Linked DNA regions of Zea mays: regions 2 and 3 are each linked to region 1. A link is a contact called in public Hi-C data. All regions are on one chromosome and are shown on one strand. The core of a region is the stretch at or near the end of the contact, and the rest is flanking DNA. Distances in the headings are between cores, read along the strand shown. Region 1 has its middle 25 kb from the start of LOC103651394. Region 2 holds the start of LOC100273610. Region 3 overlaps LOC100191159 (GBF-interacting protein 1).

What was found. Hi-C and Micro-C count contacts between places; a contact is called where the count stands out from the background.
Region 2: a contact with region 1 is called in a Hi-C map of ear, with 4 times the contacts expected there. The contact joins the promoter of LOC100273610 here to the enhancer-like site in region 1. A contact is called at or near these places in 2 of 25 Hi-C or Micro-C datasets (ear and tassel).
Region 3: a contact with region 1 is called in a Hi-C map of tassel, with 3 times the contacts expected there. The contact joins two enhancer-like sites. A contact is called at or near these places in 5 of 25 Hi-C or Micro-C datasets (ear, leaf, tassel and 1 more).

The regions. Positions count from the first base shown.
Region 1 is chr3:217,205,512-217,208,503 of Zm-B73-REFERENCE-NAM-5.0, reverse strand. No RefSeq gene overlaps it. Among protein-coding and RNA genes, the nearest start is that of LOC103651394, 25 kb to the left of the region's middle. Within about 2 kb of position 1,498, at least 17 of the 20 cell types and tissues checked have an H3K27ac peak or open chromatin away from gene starts, as enhancers often do. A contact at or near this core is called in ear and tassel, where this site is marked.
Region 2 is chr3:216,739,029-216,742,020 of Zm-B73-REFERENCE-NAM-5.0, reverse strand. It overlaps LOC100273610, which reads left to right and starts at 1,459. Exons shown (of 1, transcript NM_001148026.1): 1 at 1,459-2,992. The coding sequence starts at 1,522.
Region 3 is chr3:216,912,275-216,915,266 of Zm-B73-REFERENCE-NAM-5.0, reverse strand. LOC100191159 (GBF-interacting protein 1) reads right to left here. Exons shown (of 10, transcript NM_001358427.1): 9 at 2,291-2,767; 10 at 1,592-2,147. The coding sequence ends at 1,866. Among protein-coding and RNA genes, the nearest start is that of LOC100191159, 7.8 kb to the right of the region's middle. Within about 2 kb of position 1,481, at least 3 of the 20 cell types and tissues checked have an H3K27ac peak or open chromatin away from gene starts, as enhancers often do. A contact at or near this core is called in ear and tassel, where this site is marked.

The DNA.
Region 1 (2,992 bases), core at 249-2,748:
CATATATACATATGTACAATTTATATTTAATATTATAAATACTTGAGCATTATGTTCTACTAGTTAGACAGTGTCTTCCACCCTTCTTCCATCAGGGTGTGGGTTCAAACCCCACATCCTGCTCTGCTTTTTAATATTTTATGCTGAGTTGATTTAGAAGAAATGTAGGAACTTTTTTGTAAAAAGATGACGCAGGACGACCGTTGAAACTGGTGTTTTAAGTATAACTAGTCGGTTGCCTGTGCGTTGCGACGGCTTACAACAATACCTACGTAAACTATCCATCAAAAAAAATCAAGATTTTTTATTGATTGTCTCCGCTCTCTGTATAATATATTTTTTGATTTGGCTAACTGATGTTATTGTTTACTCCATGCAAATATGTCCTGGTACAATACGACCAATGAAGTGAGCGATTAGAAGAGAGTTCACAACGATTGACTGAATGAACAGAGATTATAAAATGACACAACTCTATCATATAGAGACCAAATAAGAGAAAGTTTGTGAGATCAAGTTTATAAAATAAGTCCCATGAAGTCAAACTTATAAAAAAGATAGATCAAAATATGGAGTGATTGCTAAAGTCCGGCATCAATAAAAACTGGATGTGCTCCATATAAATTACGCTAATTCGTAGCAATTACTAACGTTTAAAACCAACAAATAACCTTTCATTTTGCTGTTAGTGTGACAAATCATTGCTGCTCCATCTAATTCAGCAACCTCAAACACCATGTAGTCAATTGCGTCAATGTGGTCTCAGAAACGACTATTGCTTGCAAGAGCAAAGAACGTCGTGCCGTGCTTGGGCTGTAGCCTCGGCCCGTAGTGCTGGCCCGGCCCAACACGATTATTTTTTTATTTTACAAAAAAATGTATATACGTATATACAATTTATATTCAATATTAAAAACATATTAGCGTGATGTTATACTGTTTAGACAGTTTCACTTAGTGTCTCCCGCCCTTCTTCCATCAGGGCATGGGTTCGAACCCCACCTCTTGCACCGTTTTTTAACATTTTACGCTGATTTAATTAAATGGATCGACGGGCTAAAGGGCTGGCCCAACACAATTAGCAGGCCGGCATGACATGCATGTGTCATAGTTGTGGCCCGCGTGCATCTACCCGTGTCGGGCGTTGTTACGCTGATTTAATTAAATGGATCGACGGGCTAACGGGTTGGCCCGACACAGTTAGCAGGCCGGCATGACGTGCCTGTACCATAGTTGTGTTCCACGTGCATCTAGGCCGTGTCGGACGTCGTTTGACGTCTATAGACGTGCATCAGATTAATTTGAAATAGCCGTGGGGGTTATTTGAAAAAAAATGGCGCGTGACGACCGTTGAAACTGGTGCTTTAAGTATAGTATAGATATAGAGAGTAGAGATTATAGAAGAATTTGATTGGGAGGTGGGTGAAGGCGCTAGCCGTACAGCCAGGGACGGATTCAGGCCTTCGGCCCATGCCCCGGGGCCTGGCCCATCTAAGTGTGTTAAGCCCATATCGGATATGGACCCCCCCCCCCCCCCCCCTTTTTCAGGCGCTCTCCATCATTTCTCTCTCCTCTCCTTCCGCCCCCGACGCCACCAAAATCGGAAAATCAAAATGCGACCTTCAGAGAAGAAGCACAAAAGTATGCATGTACAGGTACAGTTTAGAATGGGCCGGAATTAACTGGTCACAATTTGCTCCCGAAAGGAGCCAATTAATCCCGTGGTTGGTGCCGGAAACATATTGGGCCGTCCCACAGCAACGCGCCCAGACAGGTTGCCTCATGCTCATGCATCACATTTCTGAAGCCGATGCCAACGTCAAGTCTGCAACTGAGAAATTATGACCATTCCTACTTGTTATTATTTGGATTCACTGAAGCTAAAGTGTAACCAGCTAGTTTATCTGAACAACTTCAGCTAAACTTTTCTATATATGGTAGTTTTTCATTTCAACGCTGCAGGAACACCGGCGCATTTTTTGGGTTTTTTTTAAACCGTGTCTGATCGGAGCGCGCAAAGAAGCGAAGCGAAACAGGCACGCCTTCGCTTTTTCCCAACGAGCCTGTTGAGCACCAAATTGAGGTGCGGACAGTCCGGCCATAAGGCCGGACGGTCCGCGATCCGGACGGTCCGCACCTGTGGGCCGGACGGTCCGCGCACGTGTAGAACAGATTAGGGTTCCGAGTTTTTCGCTGCGTTTGTTGGCGAAAATCCCGGGATTTGCTCGGAGTTTTGACGGTAAAGGGTCCAACCCCCCTCCTCTATAAATAGAGAGGTCTACGGCCGATTTATAATGAACAATCGAATCAACAACTTCTATTTCGCATTTTATTCTAGGAGTAGTTCTAGTCTAGTTTAGGTTTAGCCCCTCGATCTCCAAATTTTTCGCCTCTCTTCGACTCTACGTCGATTAGAGGAGTCTAGGTCGGTTTACCCGAGCCTATACAACTCATAGGATCTCTCCTCCCCGACGGGGTCCCTCCCGGGAGCGAGATCCAGGCTGCCGCCGGCGACTTCCGCCGCCCCTGCGCACGCGCGGACCGTCCGGCCCTAGGGCGCGGACCGTCCGGTCGTCAGGCAGGGAACCCGAGCTCCTGCACCAGGCCGCGGACCGTCCGGTCCCTGTGCGCGGACCGTCCGCGCCTGACCAGAGAGCACCGCCGTCTCGCGCCAGTACGCGGACCGTCCGGCCCTGTGCCGCGGACCGTCCGCGCCTGACCAGAGAGCACCGCCGCCGGTTCTTTTGAAGTGATTGGCGCCTCCAAAAAGGTGTCAACATACTTTTTGGCGACTCCGCTGGGGAAAACACATCTAAGCTCATCAAATCGGCCCTCAATGGCCGGTTCAAGGGATAGCTCTGATATTTCTCCAAGCAACATCATAGAGCCGACTTGGTAAACCTTGCCGGCTGACGAGCAGCTCCAGTTCGAGGAGCACAAGGAGCGGATGATCCAGGAGGCGAAAGCAAAGTTCTTGGCCAACTTCAAAGTG
Region 2 (2,992 bases), core at 210-2,709, 470 kb after region 1:
CTTCAGGATTATATATATAATTTCGGCTGCGCAGGCAGAATTGTGTACGCTTTATTTAGAAAATTGACCTTGACCCCTCGGGCACGCACCATCTAATCGTCTCGTGATTTTTAGTTTAGGGAACTCTCTCTCTTCATCCTTGGACCACGTCATGTGACCTCAATTATTTTGGACTACTGGTCGGCCCAGTCCGGACTCTTAACGAAGCCCGCCATAAAATGTTAGCCCGTTCATGGCCACATAACCAGCCCAGCACGGCCAGCATCCGGCCACCGTGCGTGCGCGAGCGAAGCCGAAGCGCAGACCCTGTCCGCCCGGGCCTCCCCTACAATATTTTTTAAAAATTTAAAACTATACTTTACACTAAAATATTGTAGAAATATGGTCTACCACCCCACCAACGAGAAGTACGAACCCAATTGTAAATATTTTTTTAACTTTTCTTTCGCACCGAGGTGTCTAGGAAGACTTGGCGCCCAACAGAGAGGCAACAGACAGACACCCTGCGGCTCCACGGAGAGACGATATGCACTCTCTCTCTCTCCCTATACCCATATTATGCAAACTTCGCTAAAGATGATGAAACTAGGGTCAAAAGAAAACACAAAGTAACCGTAGTAGAGGAATAGGCAAAACGTGAATTAAACAGGCAAAAGTGTTTCGATGCCCCCTAACTAAAGGAAGCCCCTCCAAAGGTGGTTGAAGATGGCTTGTTTACTTGGTTTTGATTCGTAATGGTTTCTAATGCTTCTACAATGTTTTTGTCTCTATAGATTGCAGCTGCATCAGACCAAACAACTGACTTTAATCTGAATCAAACAGCTAGTGTTGATACACCCACAAAAACATTAAAAACCACTATTATATCTACAAGAGAAGCACATTACCCTCTAATTTCTTATAGCTTCGCTTCTGCACGAGAGAGATGTACACTTTCTGTTAATTTAGGTTATGATGTCACATTGATCTGTTAAACATTTCTCACTAGCTATCCGGTCCGTGATGGAAGCATTCGGCTGTAGGTGCTTGTGCCACCTCACTGCTCACGGGCGTCACGGCTCACCTGCACAACTATAATAAACGTGTTTGAGGTCTTCAATACTGCGCAGGATTTTCTCTGCTCTCTTGTGTAAGACATCAGTCTACATGTACAATTCGTTACACGGTTTTAATTCGGTCAAAACCCCTTATAATGACTATACTTCAAATTTTCTAGGATTTGAAATTCAGTGTTATAGTTTTTATCGTTGATCTTGGGTTGATGGTATATCATTATGGATGAAATCTTTCTGGGCCGAACTGGCACTGTAGGCTTAAGTGGGCTTAATGCGTATGATTGCCTTGGCCCGTGCCTGAAGTCACGATCTACATCCATCCAGCACACCATACCCTAGTTCTTCCTTCCCGAACCCTCGCGCCGCCACCGCCGCCGTCTAGCATTTTCCTACACCCAATCTGATCTGACCAAGCCCTCTGAACACCACCGCCCATCCTCCTCCTCCTCCGCCGCCGCCGCCCAAGATGGGCTTCGACGTGGGCCTCGTCCCCTACAACCCCGACGGGTGGGGTCCACCTGAAGTTGCCGCCGCGCCGCCTTCCCTCGGTGGTGGCTCCTCGTCTGTCCCCTTCGCTCCCTTCTCCCGCTCCGACAAGCTGGGCCGCATCGCCGACTGGACGCGCAACCCGCCGGGCCCCGGGGCTTTCGCCGCAGCTCGCGACGCCGTCTTCGATTTCGCGGGGCTCGAGGACTCCATCGGGCTCGCGTCCGCGGACGACTCGTCCTTCCGCCTCGTCGATGGCAAACCGCCGCCGCGGCACCCGCGGTTTGGACCTCGCTGGCGCTTCCAGCAGCGGCCCCAACTCCCGCAGCGCCGCGACGAAGAGGTCGAGGCTCGGCGTCGCGAGGCCGAGAAGGAGCGCGCCCGCCGCGACCGCCACTGGCAGCAGAACCGCCGCACGCACCACCAGTTCAACCGCGGCGGGCCCTCCTCGTCGTCTGCCAAACCGTCCGTTGACATCCAGCCCGAGTGGTCGGTGAAGGAGCAGATCCCTTTCTCATCCTTCTCCAAGCTCTCCTTCGCCGTCGCCGACCAGCCCGAGGATCTCCTCGTCTGTGGCGCAGTCGAGTACTACGACCGGACCTACGATCGCGTCACCCCCAGGGCCGAGCGTCGCCTCGAGCGCTTCAAGTCGCGGAACTTCTTCAAGGTCACCACTACCGACGACCCCGTCATCCGCCGTCTTGCTGAGAATGACACGGCCACGGTCTTCGCCAATGACACCATCCTGGCCGCACTCATGTGTGCGCCCCGTAGCGTCCAGTCCTGGGATATCGTAATTCAGCGTGTTGGCAACAAGTTGTTCTTCGACAAGCGTGATGGCTCTCAGCTTGATCTTCTCACCGTCAACGAAACCGCCCAGGAGGCACTCCCTGAGGCCAAGGAAGACATCAACTCCGCGCATTCGCTGGCGGTTGAAGCCACATACGTCAATCAGAACTTCTCGCAGCAGGTGCTGCTCCGCAATGGTGAGAAGGTCACGTTCGACGAGCCTAACCCGTTTGCCACTGAAGGGGAGGAAGCTGCTTCCGTTGCTTACCGCTACCGCCGCTGGAAGCTTGATGAGGAGACAAGCTTGGTTGCTCGGTGCGAGGTTCATGCCGTGAGCGTTGATCTACGCGGCGAGCGCCAGTTCCTTACACTCAACGCCCTCAACGAGTTCGATCCCAAGGTCACTGGTGTTGACTGGAGGAAGAAGCTTGAGACCCAGCGGGGTGCTGTGCTTGCCACTGAGCTCAAGAACAATGCCAACAAGCTTGCACGCTGGACTGCCCAGGCGCTGCTTGCCGGCGCAGACATGATGAAGTTGGGTTATGTGTCACGGCTGCACCCACGCGACCAGTACAACCATTCCATTCTCAGTGTGATCGGGTACAAGCCAAGGGATTTCGCTGCACAGATCAATCTCAACACCGCAAATATGTGGGGGATCG
Region 3 (2,992 bases), core at 232-2,731, 290 kb after region 1:
CTCTTCCTCGAATTGATCTCTTAATTCCTAGGCGACTCCACGTCGTGTGGGGACGCCTCGGGTGACCTGTCGACCCAGAGCACCTTAAGATCTTTTCCCCCCAAGGGACGAGATCTAGATTCCAGCAAGGAGGAGGAAGACAACCCTGTCGCCAGGTTGCGGACCGTCCGGTCGTCAGGGAGGGAACCCTAGCCTCGCGCCAGGTCGCGGACCGTCTGGCCCTGTGCCGCGGACCGTCCGCGCCTGACCAGAGAGCACCGCCGCTGGTTCTTGTTGAGTGATTGGTGCCCCAAAAAAGCGCCAACAGTTAGTTCATCGGCATGGCCTAGGAAAAAAAATTGGTTTTAGGATCCTACGACATCGGCGTAGAAACAACTAGGCATGACGGACGCAACATTAACATGTTTCTTAAGACTAACCAAACTAGAGTACCATTTGTCCAACAATTTATTGACTTGTTCCCAAGTAAACCCATTAGATGATTCGCTTACATGTGAAGTTACCTTGGATGTAGAAATAGATGGAGCCTCGAAGTTGTAGGTTTGGATGTTTTTTTATAAGGGAAAATTTTAATTAAGATCAAGATAGTTACATCAAGTGATTACAACTTTTGTTGACTATGTTTTCCCGGCCTCTGTGTCAACATACACACAGCCCACACGAATGAAAAAAGAAGCTAAAAACTTCCTGACACCTAGCTGAGATCAATCCGGGGACTAGATTGCCATCGTCATCTTCCTGAGCACCTGCTCCAAACAGCCCCAAGTAGCTAGCACCATGCTCGGTTCTAGTGGATACCTGAAAAGATTACCTGCAAAGGAGATTGTACAGTTTTCCATTCAAAAACAACATCACAATAACGCCAGATAGCCCAACACGTGATTGTCGCTCCAATAAGTGGTTTCGATGTTAGTGGACTTATATTCTTCAGCCATCATACTTAATCGTTGTTTGAATGAACAATCCGCTAGAGGAGCTACCACATTAGCAGCATTCTTCGCTTCTAAATCCTTGCGAAGAGCCTCTAAGAATTGATCAATAGTGATTCGATGGGCGATGCTCATTGAACACGCTAGTGCGATCATGTCCCGTTATTATCTTGATCTTCAGGCATTTTGAACTCTGATTAACCTTTTCTTCTAGTAGAAAAAGACCCAACACTGAATCAGCGCTACTGAGATCATCTGTCCGACTGAGTGTCGCGCTAGTGATTTCATCTGTCCCGTTTTTCCCAGAATCGTCCTGGAATTTAACTCCAATGCATACGGTACAGCTCAATTTCCATGGAACTGCCTGACACTCTGCGGCTGTTTTGTTAAAACTGGTTCGATAACAACATAGCAGGCTTATAAATTGATACACTGGTTTGCATGAACATTTGCATTGCATGTGAACATCGCAGTTGAGTCCACCGGATTGGTGACTTCAATATTGTTGGGTTCTTCAATGCTTCTCCAAGCAAACAAAGCCCATGGGAAATTTGTAGCAGGCTAGCAGTACCCATTCTCATCCTGTACGATTCTGCAAACCAGGGCTGCAACTTCATAAGCATGCATGCATATCAAAAGTAGCTGCAGCACGTAGAAGCTTCTAGGCATCAAGAACAAAACGGCACATTACAGGGTATGAAAAGCAGATCTGTTAGATGAGTTAGGACTTTACCGTTACAAGATAGCACCTCTGCAACACCACTCACTATCAAGTAAAAACCACGACAGCCTAATTTAGTTCCAGAACACACAGCTGGAGAAAAAAAAGAAAGAAAGAAAAACAACACACTTCATTGCTGTTGGGCTCAGCTAGTCTGCTCGCTTGCAGGTAAGCTGGCAGCGTAGAGAGGCATCTCCAAGGAGAGCACAGAAGGTTTAGTAGATGTGCTGCCAGAGCTGGTGTGAAGGCTGGGATGGTACCCCCTGGGGATTGTTCAAGCTTCCCTCAGTGGGGTTCTGGGGGTGCTCCTGTGGCAGACTGGTCTGCGACTGGTAGAAGCTTGGATACCCAAGACCACCGTACTGAGATGGCTGATGTGCCTGGCGGAAGCCACCATGCTGACTCTGGCCCTGGAAACCATAGAAGTTACCAGGCGGAACTGCAGAAATTGTTCTTGAACCAGCGCCTCCATGAAGCCACATCGTTGAATTATCACTCTGATATGGAAACAAAAAAAACGACAGAATGAAATGAACCTCCAAAACAAAAATAGGAACACGAAAACCTCATGCAACTAAAGAAGGCTATAGATCCAACCAAGGGCACCAGAAGATGAACCAGAGCACTATGTCATCATTACCTGCTGTAGTGCTGCATAATGATTGGGGTGTTTGAATTGTGTGCCTAAAGCTTCATCAAATCCCAAAGTTGTAGGTGCAGCGGGAGCACCCTGATTTTGGCTGAAATTTCCAGGGATATTATTTGCACTTCCGAACCCTCCGTAACCAGAGAGTGATGATGGTTGTGGTAGGGTCGAAGCAGGAGGGCTGCTCTTGTATTGTGGCATCGGATACTTCATACCAGCTCCAGGCACGGCAGGAGCAGCAGATTGATGGAAAGGCCCATTACTTGAGTACGCTTGCTGGAATGGCGCTGAAGGTAGGTAATAGTTCTGAGGCAAATATGGATAGCCAACCAGGCTGGTAAAAGGCCCAAGGGGCAGAGTTGGCTGAGAGTATACAGGCAATTGTTGTGGGAGAGGAAGACCCGACGAAATGCTTGTACTGGGAACATGTTGCGTAGACTGAGTATTGGGGAAGCCTCCCTGTTTTGAAGTCTGCAGAAAGTTCCAATAAAGAGAAATGCAGCAATGAGATAATTGAAGCAACAGCACATCAACATGTATTCCACATCACCACACAAATGACACCAAAATGAGTAATCCATCTAGCTGGCATAAAAGTACAAACTGACTGGTTACATAAGCATATGATTCATTTTATAAACTTGCCACAAACTTCAATGGAAATAAGGTCTACTACGTTGCCACATCATTTTTGTC